Regions from separate parts of the Zea mays genome. Here region 2 is linked to region 1. A link is a contact called in public Hi-C data. All regions are on one chromosome and are shown on one strand. Each heading gives the region's core, a stretch centred on a gene start, on an enhancer-like site or on the middle of the called end of the contact. The rest is flanking DNA. Distances are from core to core; before and after follow the strand shown.

Region 1 (2,780 bases), core at 128-2,627:
TGGGCCATGCTCGTCGGGTGGCCCATTGCACGACACCTTTTTTTGCCCGTCACGAACACGACACATCCCGTTATTCGTGTTGGGCTTGGGCCGCTGCCGTGGCACGTCGTGCCGGCATGAGCACGGACCGATTATTTTTGTTTATTTCCCAGTGCATTTCTTTGTATATTAGAAGCAACTTTAATATTTTAGATACAAAATAAATTTGGTTTAGTTGGCTAGAGTTATGCGGCTAGGCATTTTAAAGCCTTCAACCAGAGTTTGAATCCTAGCTAAACTTATTTTTAGGCTTTTTTTTTTGCTTATTTTCCTTTCCACTCCGGTTAAAGCAAGGCGGGCCTTAACGGGCTGTGGGTCGGCCCGGCACGACATGGCTATATACGTGCCATGCTTGGGCCTGGAATGTGCCACGATGGCCCAGCCCGGCACGACCCGTCAACCTAACGGGTCCAGGCGTGCCGGGCCGACACGGCCCACCCGTTTGGACATGTATAACTTCAAGGCTTGTTTCAGGCCTCTTTAGAATACATGATTTTTTTTTGTTTCGTATGTTTTTTCTTCTATGAAAACAAACTGATTCATGTGAAATTCATATATGATTCCTTTCTAATTTAGGTGGAGCAAGAACGTTTATGTAAATGGCCACTTCCCTTTCTAATTTGAATTGAACTCCGCGAACCGATCATTAAACAACGGTGAATCAAGGCTCAGCGGGTTATAAGACGGTTCTACCTCACCCACCGAACTCGCCTAGCGAAAATTCTATGTTCGATAACATGTCTATAGCTCCTACAACCGATTTTAATGAAACACTGAATCGGTTTAAAAATGAGGTGTCTAGATCTATTGAGAGTAGCTTGTGTATATAATTGAAGTCGAGCAGGAACACTTATCATAAGTCGTATCCTTTCCATTTCAATTACATAATAGCTCTTGAGTCTTCTTGATGGTTGGAGGGTCCCAAATTTCTATAGGTTTAGTATGGATGATAGTAAACCTAGCATGTAACATAGAAGTATGTTTCTTGCTCGAATGAGTGAAGCTATAGTGCCATGGAGGTTATAGATGTGTGTTGTTTTTGTACAATTCTTTGAATAGTTTGCGTCATTGCCTTTTTTTTCTTGGTTCATGGGTTGCGTCAGCAGGAAAAAAACATGAACGCTTTTTATACCGAGTCTTTGAAGCAATGGTTACATCAAATGCCATAAACTATGTAACGATTTTTTTGGGGTCTCGAGTGCTATAAACAACTGCCAGTACATGCTTTGGTTTCGATAGCTTCCGTTGCTGCTCACGAGAAGCTCTGAAGCAGCGGCGGGACACATCTGCGGCATTAAAAAAGACGATAGTATGGCTAGCACTGTTGTCAAAGTAAGACTAGCTTGTATCCCACACGATGGGCCGAACTGGCCTGCTACCCCCAAGAGGAATATGGATGCATGCACATGTACCATGAAGCAGCAAAGCCCACAAAACTCGAGAAGGAATTGTTAGGAGCCAACAATTCCCATAAAAAGGGAAATGGATCGAGCCCATAAAGGGAAATGGATCGGAAGAGAACAGGAAGCAGAGGGAGCCCACACGGCCACACACGACAACACCAAAAATGGGAATTTAGAGAGAAGGAATGAGCGAGAAAATGTATTTACAAATACATACAGGACATTATTCTAATATAAGATTACAACGTTTTGAAATACAATATGCATCTTTGACCACGGGTTTTTTCCCCAACAACAATGCAAAATTTGAAGAAAAAAAAACAAGTTTTTTTGTAGTTTTAAATATTTTACTAAATCTTGTTCTAAACAACAAGTGTTAATTGTTGAGAACTACGTTACCACAGATCACCAGATCCGCTCCCTTCTCTCCCGTCATCAGTAGAGGCGCGAGAAGTTGTGCAAGATCCGTCTCCCTTCCCATAAGCACGACAGAGGAACACACGAGACACATGATATAGGGTTGGGACTCTGGCCTCTTTCTCTTCTTTATATTATGAGGGGTGTACAAGTTCCTTATATAGAGACGTGAAACCCCTTAGGGGCAAAGCAGGTATTTGCCCACATAACCCTAACTATGGTTACTTAACACTCCCCCTTGAGCGAATACCGCGACCAACTCATGCCTCGTTAAAATCGAAAAACCCAGTAGAAAAAATGTGGAGAAAGAGTGCATGGTGATACAAATTGCATTTGCACTTTGTTGTCTCGTTAAAAACCTCATGTGAGAAACTTCAAGAAAACTCACCAAGGGAAAAAGAGTACAACAGCTGTCATCGTGACAGATTTCGATCCTCTGAGATCTAGATTCTATCGAATCTTCTACAAGGGCTAACTTTAGAAATGTGCTCCCCTGATCCTTGCAAAACCGTATCAATAAGGCAAAAACATCTTCTTCTGGAAGTATATGCACATAAAGATTTAGCAAACAGATTGCATATCCTTGCAAGGAATATTTCGGGAACTTTACCTCTACTCACTTCTAGGATATACGAGATAAGTGCACGTATCAATATAAATAAGCCACTTTGACTGATGGTGTTCGATCGACTGGATCTATATATTTGATAGAAAGTTCCATAAAGGTTCACATATTGATCATTAAGCTCACGCCTTCAGGGCATAGAATATGACATTTATTGTCTCACGATTATGATCAATATAAGCATTCGCTCCCCTGACGATGACATATGTCAAAGCCGTTATCCCTCATAACTCAAGCATATTCTTCAGATATATGTCTCATTGTTCATCTGGAATAACGAGAACGGATGAGGTTGG
Region 2 (2,700 bases), core at 24-2,523, 180 kb after region 1:
GCGGGCAATGTTCCTGAGGAGGACAATGCTAATGAGAAGGCGAAGCAAGCCTCCTGCAGCAACTCTTCAGCTGGTGACACTAACCACCGCAGATTTAGAAGCAATGGAAGCACAAGTGATTCATGGAAGGAAGTTTCCGAAGAGGTTGTAATCTACCAACAATATGCTAATTCACTCTGTCCAAATTTTTGAGCACGCATCATTGCCTTTCTGATTCACTTCTTTGTTGACAGGGTCGTCTGGCTTTCGATGCGCTGTTCAGTAGGGAAAAGCTTCCGCAAAGCTTTTCTCCCCCACAAGCAGTAGACTCGAAGGAGGTTGCCAAGGAGGAGGAAGATGAAGTGACCACAGTGGCAGTTGACCTCAACAAGAATGCCACAAGCATTGATCATGATGACCTCGACACAATGGATGAGCCCAGGGCTTCCTTTCCCAATGAATTGTCGCACCTGAAGCTGAAATCGCGCCGTACAGGCTTCAAACCATACAAGAGATGTTCTGTGGAAGCGAAGGAAAACCGGGTGCCGGCTAGCGACATGGTTGGTACCAAGAGGATTCGTCTTGATAGCGAAGCATCCACATAATTGATTTCTTCAAAGTTATATTTACATCTAAGCTACTATAGGACTTCAGATCTTGCAATGCAGTGCTTCATTAAAACTCAATCTGTTGTGTGCTGTATTTTAATGCTTGTCAAGCAGCCCGCTAGACTGCTTTAAAACCTTATCTCGTAGAGTCTGATTTAAGCATCATGCAACTATCAAACTTTTTTTTTTGGTCAAAATGTATTTTCCTTATGTTTTATATTTTTGGAAAGGAAAATAATTGAAATATTATTTATTTTGAAGGCTCATGCAAAGGTTTATTTGATCAAGGTGTAGGATAGGCTGAGCGAGAGGGTGAACATTATGACTAATATAGGGCAGAAAATATTTGAACATTGTCATGTTTGCTGTTGCTAGAAGATTGTGTAGAGAAAGTACTCACATAAATGTTTCACTTCTATTTTAACTTGTGTTATGCTATCATGGATTGTGTTATCATTAACTTGGGTTATGCTCTCATGGACATCCATCCATTAATTGTGTTATCCTGCATGAGACAATTCATGAAGTCCACCGGAAGAAACTAAATGAGGTCATTTTGTAAATAGGTTTTGAAAAAAAAACTTATGATACAGTTAGATGTTTTTTCTACAAATCTACATATGATCTTTCACTCAAATGGACCAAATGAGTTGGAACCTTTATCATAGGCAGAAGTATAGCAGTTAATGTAAAAGATAAAATTGGACACTTTGCAAACAAAGAAAGAACTTCGTCAACGGAACTGTAACACCCCGGGATCCACAAACACCTCGGAATGCTACTGAATTACACTTCTGACATTTACAAAATTGCATAAATGAGGGGACAACAATGTATAAACATATATCATGACAAAAAACATACTAAGTATTATTAATCGGCTAGCAAAGGGAAGTTAAATATACGACATGAATTGAATTAACCAGTGCGCACAACTAGTTAAAAAAAACAAACACCATTTGACAACAAGTTTCTAATTAAATCATGGTTGCGCCTGGGCAGCGTTATTATGAGAGTGAAAGTGGACGTGCTGCTACTCCCCTCATTCCCAACATATATCAAGTACCTGCATTGAGTAATGCAAGAGTGAGATGACACATCTCAGCAAGTAAAATAATAACAAATTGTTTAACCATATAAAAACATTGTTTTACCACCACTTGATTTCACAACCTTCTTAATACGAAGATGCAGCATGAATACGACGTACAACACACCTAGTTACCACACCTCGCAGGTAGAAACCACAATAGTAACATAGTAATGTCACACTTCATATATACCTCATGAGTGCAAATGTCCACAAATGCAAGGATGACTTCTGCCTCCATACCTCTAAGGATATGAAGCCGCATCGTACCCCTCATCGGGCAACGTACGATGCTAAAAGTGTACCGGTACGGTCGTACCATAAGATCACGACATAACTTCAAAACGCAAGATGGATGATGCGATATGCATGGCATGCCTACAACACTTCATATAACGTGATTCAAAAATATACTTCAACTATATCCAAGATGGGAATCAACCACATATATCATTCCCAAATCATGATCATCCGCAATATTAGACAATTGAGAATTAATACTTTCGAACAAATAAACTTTATCATAGAATACAATGATTAACACATTTAATACTTATGCATACTCAATGACAAGGCATAGGATGCAAACCAAACGGTAGGAACCACCACTATATTTACTTGCCTTCACCGGGAATTTGGAATGGTACTCCACCACCTGTTTTTGACACACACCTTAGTGCACAAATCAACATAACAAGCACTAATAAACAACGCCACACCTACGCACAATTCCAACCCGTCGCGAGCGACAACTCTCCCCATCACCACCAAACTGTAGCGGCGCTGCTTGATAATTTCATAACTTTAAAATTATAACAACAGTGATATTAATCAAAAACTCCGGAAGCATCTACATAAAATTCTCCACAAGTTTTATATTCAAATGATAATTAAATTGCAACATATAATTAGCCCAAACCCGTCTACAAGATACACCCTGCAATCTATTTTTGGACAGCAACATAGCCGGGTTCAAACAGCGATATCTCCTAAAGTATAACTCCGAATCGAGCGCATAAGTAC

What was found. Hi-C and Micro-C count contacts between places; a contact is called where the count stands out from the background.
Region 2: a contact with region 1 is called in a Hi-C map of leaf, with 4 times the contacts expected there. The contact joins two enhancer-like sites. A contact is called at or near these places in 2 of 25 Hi-C or Micro-C datasets (leaf and tassel).

What each region holds. Positions count from the first base shown.
Region 1 is chr4:34,301,959-34,304,738 of Zm-B73-REFERENCE-NAM-5.0, forward strand. No RefSeq gene overlaps it. Among protein-coding and RNA genes, the nearest start is that of LOC100125646, 100 kb to the left of the region's middle. Within about 2 kb of position 1,378, at least 16 of the 20 cell types and tissues checked have an H3K27ac peak or open chromatin away from gene starts, as enhancers often do. A contact at or near this core is called in leaf, where this site is marked.
Region 2 is chr4:34,484,743-34,487,442 of Zm-B73-REFERENCE-NAM-5.0, forward strand. It overlaps LOC100281091 (LHY protein), which reads left to right. Exons shown (of 11, transcript NM_001370710.1): 10 at 1-144; 11 at 234-840. The coding sequence ends at 584. Among protein-coding and RNA genes, the nearest start is that of LOC100281091, 34 kb to the left of the region's middle. Within about 2 kb of position 1,274, at least 2 of the 20 cell types and tissues checked have an H3K27ac peak or open chromatin away from gene starts, as enhancers often do. A contact at or near this core is called in leaf, where this site is marked.